2 separate regions of the Mus musculus genome follow, and region 2 is linked to region 1. Evidence: chromatin contacts called from public Micro-C data. All regions are on one chromosome and are shown on one strand. Each heading gives the region's core, a stretch centred on a gene start, on an enhancer-like site or on the middle of the called end of the contact. The rest is flanking DNA. Distances are from core to core; before and after follow the strand shown.

What was found. A called contact is a pair of places that touch in the nucleus more often than the background predicts.
Region 2: a Micro-C map of the G1E-ER4 cell line shows a contact between it and region 1. The contact joins two enhancer-like sites. A contact is called at or near these places in 2 of 484 Hi-C or Micro-C datasets (both in the G1E-ER4 cell line), 2 of 115 datasets of contacts at active chromatin or transcription factors (cardiomyocytes and extraembryonic endoderm stem cells) and 1 of 9 other capture datasets (liver).

The regions. Positions count from the first base shown.
Region 1 is chr7:67,981,852-67,987,680 of GRCm38.p6, forward strand. The region is part of intron 1 of Igf1r (insulin-like growth factor I receptor); the gene reads left to right. Among named protein-coding and RNA genes, the nearest start is that of Igf1r, 33 kb to the left of the region's middle. Within about 2 kb of position 3,825, at least 60 of the 459 cell types and tissues checked have an H3K27ac peak or open chromatin away from gene starts, as enhancers often do. A contact at or near this core is called in the G1E-ER4 cell line, where this site is marked.
Region 2 is chr7:68,161,542-68,167,071 of GRCm38.p6, forward strand. Igf1r (insulin-like growth factor I receptor) reads left to right here. Exons shown (of 21, transcript NM_010513.2): 3 at 3,452-3,764. Among named protein-coding and RNA genes, the nearest start is that of Gm51487, 7.1 kb to the left of the region's middle. Within about 2 kb of position 2,805, at least 42 of the 459 cell types and tissues checked have an H3K27ac peak or open chromatin away from gene starts, as enhancers often do. A contact at or near this core is called in the G1E-ER4 cell line, where this site is marked.

The sequences.
Region 1 (5,829 bases), core at 2,575-5,074:
GCGTCCATTTTGGGTGGAGGGGAGATGTTAGGGACATTGTGGAGTGCAGGCAAGTGAATGCCCTTTTGGGCTAGCTCATCTCACGGGCTAGTTGTACAGTCTCCTCTCTCACAGCCAGATGGTAAGGTTTATTGTTGAAAGTTTCTGGGTTTTTTTTTCTTTTTTTTCTTTTTTCTTTTTTAAGCTGGGGAAGGAAGAGTCTGCATAGAACTGGAGAGTTCCAGAGGCCAAGTCAGGGCACGAAGGCCATGGGTATTTGGAAATCTGGGTGTAGTTCACCCTTGTTTTTAATTTATTGGGAGTCTCTGACAGCTGATAATTGAACCACATGTGTGCAGTGTTTGAGAGGTCTGTGTTCTGACCCTGTCCGTGGGTGCATTCTTTGGGATCCTCCTCAGGCTGACAGGGTTGCCCTGTGCACGGGCATCTTGGCCAGCTGGCCCTCAGAGTAGATTGGGTAGGTCAGTGTTTGTCCTCAGGCTAGGTTGAGCCAGTTATCAAATCACTTGGGGGTGTTTTGACAGGCTCAGAAAGTCTCAAAAAAAAAAAAAAGTTCTGACTTTAAAAAGGTAAGGAAATGGTCTCCCAGTGAGACGACTTCTGTCTAAGAAAAAAAAAGCTTCTAAGACATAAATACTGTATTATAAACAACTTGTAATTTTCATAGTTTTCAGTGTTAGTACTAGCAGCTTCTATGATAGATCTTAAATATGTTTATCACAGCTGGAAAAATGTTGTATTGTCATCCTTGTTTATCATAATATGCCACCTACTCTGGTTGTGCCTTACAGTGTAGCCCTGCTTGCTTTATGCTTTATGGTGGGGAGCTGGGGTGGGGGGGCCTGATGAATACAAATGAAACCTAGAAATCGAAATGGAGAAGAAGAAACCTATTCAGCCAGGACGCTGCCTTTACAGTGAGAGATTAAGACTGGCAGTGTCCTACACTGTGGTTTATTGAATAATAATGCCTAACACAGCCTGAGCAGAGACCCTTCGGTGGCTGTCTTCTGAACGTTTTGCAGACATAGCAAGAATGTATCAGATGACCACGGGACCTTTGTTTCTCTCTTTGTTAAAGCTAGGTGAATTTGGTTGTTGGGATGTTGCAGTGTTGCAGTTTGGAGATACTGGAGGAGCGGAAACCTTCCCTCTGTGCGCCAGGAGAGTTTGTGGTTGTTGGCAGTCTGGCTTCTCAATCTGTCCAATGCTCGTCCTTGGTGGCTATGATTTGAGCAAATAACATTAGGTATTTGCTATCCTTTATGAGAAGTTTGACCTCGTTTTATTAGAACCATATACAGTCAGCCCTCTGCACCCACTGCTTCTACAATGGCACATTCTACTAACGTCAGACTGAGATAATTCTTTTTAAAAAGTACATCTTTATGAACAGCACAGACATTCTCTGTGTCAGTTCCTGAACTGTATAGAGTAAGGACTATTTACGTAGCATTACATTGTGTTAGGTATTAAACACGAGCTAAGCAACCTAAAGATGTTTAAAGTTAGATAACGATACATCACTCTTGATTAAGGAATTTAAGTGTGAATTTTGTTAACCAAAGAGAAGTGGTGTTTCCATGAATTGTTTCTTCGAATATGAGATCGACCCTATACTGACTTTTTTCGTAGTTTTGATTTTTGTCCTGCCTCTCTGCTTGTGATTGCATGCCATTTGTTAACATAATTTGAGAATTGCAAATTCATCTTAATAATTTCCAAGACCACATGTCATGAGGAATCAAATTACAAAGCTAAATGTAAACCAGAGTGAGCGTAGTTAACATTTCTCTCCCGTTCCATACTCTTGCCTAGAGCATTGGATTTCTCAATATTGGTTCCTAGCGTTTCAAAATTGTATTTAATTTTCAATTTGAACTATTGACTTTTAAGAACAGTGATCACATGATTTCTGAGAAATCTGTAGAAATGTTGGCTGGTAGACGAGGCCCAGCAATGTTGAGTTCTGTCGCTCCTGGAATTGGCCCCTCTGTGTCCCCTATGAGGTGTAACTAGCCAAAGGATGGCCTCTAGATATGGTACAGCGGTTTCCGTGGAGTTGACATCTGCCTACAGGTTCCTTCATACCCAGTTGGATACTTCTTTCTCAGGAGCTCAGCTACAAGCCCCTGCCCCACAGTGGCTTATCTAGAGTCTGTATCTGCGGATTGTTGTCCATTGTCTCGCTAAAGATGCTTCCCCAACTCACTTCACCAAAGTGACTGGAAGACAGTATGTGTGAGGTGTATGTATGAGGTGTTCGCGGTGGTTATATTGGTGGGGCTCCCCTCCTCAGGCTGATCCAAGTCTTGGAGCTATGGCTTCCTTAGATGATAGGGCAACTCCTAGAGTCTAAAACTGCCTACAGCCTTACTTTAGAGTAACAGGGGAAGGTACTATTCAGGTGTGAGTTTATTTTGATGTTTCATTAACATTTGAGTTTTCTTTGGAGTTTTTGGAGACCTTCACTGGAAAGCCTCAAACTTTTTTTTTTTTTAATGGTTTTAGAGCTTTATTGTAGAAAGGCAGAGAGAAAAAGAGAAGGTAGAAAGAGAGAGGGCGGCCATGGCCAAGTGGAGAGAGGGGGGAAGGGAAAGAGAGGAGGAGAGCTAGAGAATAAGAAAGGTGAGAGCTTGAGTGAGCCTCAAACTTCTAATCCTCCTCCTTCTGCGGTGGACCAGGATGCCTGGCTTAAAACTTAATTTGGTTTTTAAATGGTAACAATTTATCATTATCTTTCACTTCCCTTTAAGATTGTAGGTGAGTGATACTTTGTTTAAATGGCGCTGGGAACTGAACCCAGGGCTTTGTGTGTGCTAAGCAATATGCAGGCTGCCAACGTCGCATCTATGTTGCGTCGTTTTGAAGTGCAAAGTCCAGTAGCTTAGAGTACATTGCATATACCCCCACCCATCTCCAGGGCTTTTATCAGTTTCTCAGACAGAACCTCCAGTAACACCAGTTCCTCCTTCCTTCTGTCCGTCTGTCTGTCCATCATTTGTCCTGGCAGCCACCATTCTTTGTGTCTCTAAGACTGCACTTAGTCACCTCAGAGAAGTGGAGTCATAGTCTTTGCCTTTTGTGTCTGTCTTACTTTTCTCTGTGTACTGTTCTCAGGGCCCACCCTTTGTGTGAGAGCTTTGTTGTGAGTTGGAGTGATACTCCAGTAAACAGTGGGCCTGTGCCACATTCCTACACATGGCAGTTAATGCTTACCCACTTATCTTTGGGGTGCTTGGGTGGCTCCCCAGATTGGTGCTTATCAGTAATGTTCCTATAAGCATGACATAACAATAGCTTTTCAAGTTTCTGCTTTGAGGCTTTGGGGGGCGGGGTGTATCTCCAGATGTGGTGGGGTCATATGGTAGCTCTACTTGTAGATTTTTGAGGAACTGCCATGTTACTTATTTTGTAATCTCCCCTTTCTCTACCCTCCCCCTTTCTGTGGTGTTGGGAATTGAGCAAAACATCCACACATGCTTGTGAGTGAGCCCAACCGTGAGTCCAGTATTTCAAATTTTTGTCGGTGTAAACGGGCGGAAACCTGAGGGTTTGGGAAGGAGGAGTTGAGAGGAGAATGCTCCTCTGTGTGGACAGCAGTTAGCCCCGCTGGCCAGTATTCACTCAGCACCCAGCATTCTCAGGCCCTTGGGGCAGAGAATAACAAGTGTGTAGTCCTAGCTTACCTGGTCGACCCCATTCCAGTAGTCATCACCGCTCACATTCAGGAGAGAGAGGCTGGGGCCCCATGGCCCTGAGGTGAGGCTCGAAGGCTGGCATCCCCGAAGATAGGTGTCAGGATAAAGGACTTCTGGGGAGCATGTGGATGTGAAGCCTCAGGTGGCTTCACAGCCTTTTCAGTGGGTCACTGATAACCTGTGTCCCTCTGTCTGTTGTCGGGAGATCAGGGTTGTTTTGTTTTGCCACTCCCCTGCTGGTTAGTGGGAGAACTTAGATACTCTCACTCCTGGTGTCAGTTTACTCATATGGAAAATGGCATCACAGATGCTTACAGCCTGAAGGTCACACAGACCTTTCCAGTGTGATATTAATGCCTTGTACATGTTAGGAGAAAGGGTGAAGCTTTTATGAGATGTCCCAGGGGATCCAGGACCTTAGAAAGAACTGTAGATCAACTCTGGGGGTTCCCCTTTCGCCAACTGTGCTTGGTTCTCCCGTCCGTGCCGACCGGACAGCCTCACAGGCCAGCTCCTCCTCTGCAGGGTGGGTGAGAGTGTTCGCTGCCCAGATGTTCGCATCAAGTAAACAGAAGCTCAGTCAGTGTTAGGGAAATTAAATCACCCAGCAGAAATCAATGTTAGTGAAATGAAATCACTTGATCTTAAAAGCAACAATGGAAGAGCCATTCTTCATCTTCATTGTGCTGTTGCGCTCTCTGCATGGCTTACAGTGCGTATCCTTTCTTGTATCCCTGTCAAGGAGAGCAGCTTTGGTTGGTTGTATTAGATTTTTACACGCTGTGGTTGAGGCTCCGGGGATTTGTAATCAGCTGATTGATTAATCAGGAAATGTTAAAGGATTAGACCGTATCCAGAAGGGCTGCCTCCTTTGACGACTCAGAAGGCAGGCTTGTTCCCTAGTGCTCTCTGCCACTGCGGATGGGGGCTGTTGAGCACATGACACATCACATGGGCCTTTCTGGATGCTTCGACAGGTGGTAGTGCAGGTACTGAGAGCGGACCATGTTTCGTAGATGCTGCTACCAGCCAGCAGTGTGAGCGAAGGACAGGCCACCCTGGAGGGCAGTTATATCCCTTGTGCTCATCCTCATGACCAGGAAACTAGGGCAGAAGGAACATCGCATATCCTGGCTTTAGAAGCAGAGTTCCAAAATTCCTGTTGGCTCCATTGGGTGAGGTTTGGGGGTTAAGGAGGTGGAAGAGGCAAGTAATAAATTATAAAGATTCGTGATCGTTTTGATGATGACGGTTATTGAAAAAATACGGTGGTAAAGTACTTAAACAGAAGGTAGTAAGAACACCAAGCCCCCTGCTGCTCCTCCTCTTCCTCCAACTCTTCCTCCATCTCTGCTGCTCCCAGAAGGCAGGCTTTACAATACGTCTTTATGCAGAGCAAGCATGCTGTGTCCTGCTCTATTTAAGAACAAATTTATGTTTTGTAATTTTTCAAATTAATGTGTCTTGGCTCTCTTCCTCCAGTAGGATGATCTTTGTTCTTGAATTGGCTTTGAGTGTTACGAGGAATACAGCCGCGTGCTCCTGAGTTAAAGCGAGCAGTACGGAATCACAGAGTTGAGAGTGGTGGCCTGCCCTCTCCTCTCCCTGCCGCTCTGCGGAGGGAGCTGCCAGTTGGTCAGTGTCCACGCAGGGGGTGTCGAGAAGGAAACTGCAGAGAGAGAATAATGATATTTCTTTTTAAAAAAAAAGGACATCATCATTGCTGTCCTTGAGGCCTGCTCTCCTGTGCACACAAGCCTCCTTGCTCTGCCTTCTTAAGTAGACTTTCTTTTAGAACAGAGTGGGGCTTACAGAAAGAGTGTTTTGGTAGCACAGCGTTCTCCTGTACACTGTAACTGCCTTCTCTGCCAGCACCCTATGTCACCACAGCCTGTGAGTGAGCTGAACTCGGCGTCTTCCTTTGAGCTCTCTCCAGGGCATTGCTACTTTGCTGGCAGAGGTCTCCTGCAGGACACCTCTCCATGTTACCTTTAGCTGTTACGTCCTCTCGGCCATCTCTGAGCCTGTGACAGTGTTTTAGCTCTCTGTCCTCCTTGGCCATGGTGATAGTTTTAAGGAGCACTGGCCAGGTTTTATGTCCCTTAGTTTGAATTTGTCTAATGGCGTT
Region 2 (5,530 bases), core at 1,555-4,054, 180 kb after region 1:
GGTCCTGATGCCCCTCCCCATCGGCCTTCCTTTTTCAGTGCCAATCTCACTGTCTCTGAAGACCCTTCCAGGAACCCACAGTACTAGGAACACCCTGTGCGTGGTCTTTCCTGCTTCCCTGGTGTGGTATCCTTTCCTTGAGGTCAGGGACTGCCACCGTACAATTGTACAGGATGTCCAGTTGCCTGGCACACAGGTGCAGCGTTTATCCAGTAAATTCTGGGTGGGTACGTAAATGCCAACAGATCGTTGACTTCTGTCATTGACAGATTTAAAAAAAAAAAAATTAACACAAATAACTTCAGTGCTCATTTAGACCCCAAACCTTGATGTAACCCGTGCAGTGCATATGTTTAATTAAGTCATCAGACTATCATCTTCAACTGTGTCATATATTGATGTGTTTGAGTGAAAAAAGAATCAGTGGTAGTGTGTGAAGCTAAAAACATGGTAGGCTGTTAAATCAGTGAACTCCATTTTACTGTCTTTGAGGTAATTGCTGTGGTAGACAGTGTCTGAATTCTGATATTAGGGGCTCCTGCAGGTTTTTGTTTGTTTGGTTTGATTTTTGGTGTTTTTGTTGTTGTTTTATGTTTTTTGTTTGTTTGTTTGTTTGTTTTTTGGTGTGACCAGAGATAATTAACTTCTGCTTGTTCCTGAGCTAGAATGGGTGTCCAAAAACAGCCTGAAGCTAGTTATAATAAATGAAGGTCATAAACCAGCTGAGAAGGCTTTCCGTCTTCACTTGTGTGTGGCTCTGAAGATAGGTCTTCTGTGTGGATGGTTCAGTTGCATAGATAAAAGTTGGTTTCTCTTCACCTGAAGAAGTTCAAAGGTCAGCAGCTGCAGTGTTAGTCTAGAGCAGTGGTTTCAGCCTTCTTCATGCTGTGACTATTTAATACAGTTCCTTATGTTGTGGTGACCCCAACCATAAAATTATTTTGTTGCTACTTCATAATTATAACTTTGGTACTATTATGAATCATAATGTACGTATCTGATACCCATGGTGTCTGATATGTCACCCCTCAAGAGGATCACGACCCACAGGCTGAGAACCACTGGTCTAGAGACACCAGCCATCTTGAGAGGCCAAGTTGAACTCACTATGTTGCCTCATGTTCCATCTGAGATGGCTGCGTGAATATCTGTGCATCATTTCTATGTTTCAGCCAGCAAGAAAAAAGGAGACACACACTGTATTTTTAAAGGAGTGTTCCAGGAAGCTCTAGTAAAACTTTTGCTTTATAGCCCATGGGATGAACGAACTTCAAACACAGAGCAGCCACGCTCTAGCCACAGTGGAGGCTAGGAGGCCTTGGAGCCAAAGAGCATACCCAGCAGAACACCTAAAACTCCTACAGGGGGAGATAACCAGGGAGGGGAAATGCCCCGATGTTTCTGTGGAGGGATGACTTTAGAGTCAAATGCAAGATTATGTCGATTTGGCAGTGTCACGAGAACTCCGGTCTCCTTACTGGGTCATGCTGCTGATTTAACTGTTTTTAAGGGCAGTGACACAGGAATTCTTGGATGTGACTTAGAGCTGTGTAGACAGACTGGTGTAAGGCTCCAGAGCACATACTGACTCCGTGCAGTCAGTTCTGAAAACTGATCCCAGTGGCGTGCAGAGGTGCCCACAAAGATGGCCGTACTCATGGAACAGTAATGTGTGGGCATGGAGGGCGCGTTTGATGCTGGGGCACAGCTGTAACGGTGAGACGTAGCGAGATTGCTGTATGGTGGTATCCACTCCAAGTCTATCCAGTGCTTTCTCCGTAGTCCAAGGTTTAACATTCAGGTATGTGTAGTCATACACCTGTGCACAGGAAGAACCCGGGAAAGACCACGTCATGAAGGGTTGACAAAGCGGCTGTTTTGGGTGCAGATGAACTTGTGTGTTCTTTATGTTAACCTGTGGTTACTGGGGCTTATTTGGCTTAGTTTTGGTTTTAGAGTAGTTTTTTTTTTTTTTAATAAAACATGGAATCTTGACTCTTTGGTACATCACAGTTAAAATATACATATTTATGTAGTTCTGTAGTATTTCCAAACAATCCCTTCCCCCAATTGGGTACATGTACTGTTAGCCAGATTTGTTTGTTTGTTTGTTTGTTTGTTTGTTTTATATGTTGTTCACAAGTAAGGATCATAGGCGTGTGTTCATCATGACATATTTACAGAAGTGCATAGCAGAGTACCTGTTCAGGGTGTGATTTTAGATCTGTGATTACTGGACCTGGCCTTTAACTTAACAAGGCTTATAGCAGGTGGCCCCTGGGTACAGAAACCCTGTGTACTACCATCCTGTACCGTCCAGCAGCTTGCTTGTGATCTGAAGGTTGTGTTGTGAAGAGACGTTGCAGATGCGGGCATTACCAAAGACCTTCTATAAGCACTGGGCACTTCGATTGTAGCTTGTTCCTCTTTAGAGACCATAATTACTTCTGTGCCCATGGCAAAGAGTAGTCCCTCCGTAGCCTGGATTTCTTTTTCTGGAGTTTGAGAAGAGAGAGGCCACAGTCACGCAGTGCTTTTGTAAAGGGTATGGTTAACATTTGCTGCAGTAACCTAGAGGTTTTGACTAGTTCCCTGTTTTATTTGGAACTTTCCTGTTGCTGTGATAAAATACCTTGACAGAAAAATGGAGCCAGAGATAGAGGTTTATCTTGGTGTACAGTCCTAGAGGGGACAGAGTCCTTGTGGTGGCCGGGGGGAGGGGGGAAGGAATGGCTTTAGTCTTGTCAGGCAGGAAACACAAAGTGATCGCATTCCACCCACACACAGGAAATAGAGAAGTGGGCCAGGCTGTAAAACCCCAAACAAACTCTACCCCCAGCAAAGGACTTCCTCCAGCTCCCTGCTAAAGGCTCTGTAACCTTCCCAAACAGACCACCACCACCGGCCTGGTGTTCACATCCATGAACCTGTGTAGGACATTTCTCCTTCAAACCACCGTACTTGTTATGCCTCCTCTCTTCATCACTTTGTATGCATGAGGGAGAAGGGGGTGTGCACAGGCCAGTGTTCTGTGCGTGGTTCAGGCATCCACTGGGGTCTTAGAATGGAATTCTCATACAGAAGGAGAGCTGAGGAGCACAGTGCCTTGTATAGTCCTAGAGGCCCATATTGTCTGTATTTCTCTCTGTTCACCAGTACCATGGGCTCCCTTTTAATGGGTGTGGCCACTGCATTTTGAAGAGTCCATGGGTGTTAAATGTTAATGGCTCATCCCATAGCAAACCAGGAGTCTAAAGGAGAGAATGGACTTGGGTTGGGTTGTGTCTTTACCCAAGTGGAATTCACAGACGGTAAGATCTACGCAGATTTCAGAGGAGGTGTGCTTTTCTAGCCAGTCTCCGGTACGCCACGCTGGTGGTGGCAGCGGATGACCCAGGGGAGGCTGTGTAGCCCATCATCCTTACCACCCTCTCTCCCTCTGTCCTCACAGTGTGCCCAAGTGTGTGCGGGAAGCGAGCCTGCACCGAGAACAACGAGTGCTGCCACCCGGAGTGCCTGGGCAGCTGCCACACACCGGACGACAACACAACCTGCGTGGCCTGCAGACACTACTACTACAAAGGCGTGTGTGTGCCTGCCTGCCCGCCTGGCACCTACAGGTTCGAGGGCTGGCGCTGTGTGGATCGCGATTTCTGCGCCAACATCCCCAACGCTGAGAGCAGTGACTCGGATGGCTTCGTTATCCACGACGATGAGTGCATGCAGGAGTGTCCCTCAGGCTTCATCCGCAACAGCACCCAGAGGTCAGCGGCTCTTGTCCCTAGGCCCAGGAGGGTTCTCTGCTGCATAGCCCCTAAGTGTAGGACCTCCCAGGGGTTCACCCAGATGGGTCTGTCAGAGGGTGATGGCTGAGCTTGTTTTAATGCGAATCTTGGAGTGGTGGGTCTGTTTCAGCTTGCTTTTTTATTTCTAAACTTTGAGGGTGCCTTGCTAGCACTAGAGCGTAAGAATTAGCTTGCTGGCCAGGTGCTCCCGAGCCTTGCTCCCCGTGCACCTGCAAAGCTGAAGCATGAGCGGTGGAGACTTTAACTACAGATACTCCTTCCCAGCTTGCTACTCTAGGCCAGTGAAAGCTTTGCCTCTCAGTCTGAGAGAGAGTGAAGACAACCCTCACCAGCATTCATGAGGCCTGGAAACAGGTCTCCCATGTCTCATTGCAAGCCTGGGCTCTGGGCATGAACTAGTAGTCTGATCTGCCATGTTTTCTGCCAGAACCTCCTTTCTCTAAGCCTTCCACCATCTTTGTGGCCTCTGGTTTTCCTTCCTGGACTCTGAGGCTTCACTGTGGAAGCAGAGCTGTTTCTGACTGAACAAGCTGTACTTCCACAAACTCGTCATGGGTGATGTTCGTGAAGACAGGATTTTATAACTCTGGAAACACAGGACAGTCAGAGGTCTGAGGTTGTTGTTTCCTCCCCTGAACAGAGCAGAGGACTTTGGGGGAAGGTTCCATTGTAATTCATTCCCTGCCTCCGGTACTGTACACACATACACATTTCTGAGCCTCTGAAAATACAACTAGGAAGTTCTGAATACTGCCCACACTTGTGAGATGCCCTGGATCCAGTCCCCACCTTGTAGAAGGTCCTAGATCCAATCTCTGGCACATAGAAGGACCTAGGTCCAGTCTCCAGCATTGCTAACAATTCTGTAAGTATATAAAATGTATAGTTTTGCTACAGTCACTCTCTATAAAAGATGTTCAGTACATCTTCAAAAAGAAATTCCATTGCTGCTATAGTATTTGGAGATGTCTCTAACTGTAAGCTGACTGCTGGATCAAACCAAAGATTACATTTTCTTTCATAATACTAAGATGAAAAGTAAATTCCTACCTGTTTAATTTCTGCACCATTATCACAGTAAAAAGGAAAAGATCAAATATTTTTAAATGATTTGGTAAGCCAGGGACTACAATGACTCAGAATTGTATAATACAGTCTACTAAAAATAAGTCTGCCATTTTTTTATTCATGTGTTGGCAGTCTCTGTTAGTCAACTCTCGGTTACTGTAACAAAATACTTAGGGTGATCAGTTTATGAAGAAGAGGAAGAGGAGGAGGAGGAGGATGAAGAAGAGGAGGGGGGAGGTTGGTTTTAGCTCTTGGGTCCATTGCTTTTGGCATGTGCCAAGGACAGACAGGCCTTCTAGTAAACCCTACCTTGTTGAGCTGTTGACTAAGCTGTTACTAGATAAGCCTTTAGAGGCCCTTTACATCTAAATAATCACTTTTAGCATAGAAAAGGGGTGTATGTACCCCTCTACATCTTGAGCCAAAGACCTTTGTCTGGCAGTGTGAAGTTGCTTACCCACAGTCCAGACAATGCCTTCCTTCTGGGGCTGGGAGCAGCAAGGGAGAGCTGGCTGGTAAGAGGGAGAGCTGGTCTCTTGTGAGACTATGCCAGGGGCCTAGCAAACACAGAAGTGGATGCTCAGAGTCAGCTGTTGGATGGATCACAGGGCCCCCAATGGAGGAGCTAGAGAAAATACCCAAGGAGCTTAAGGGGT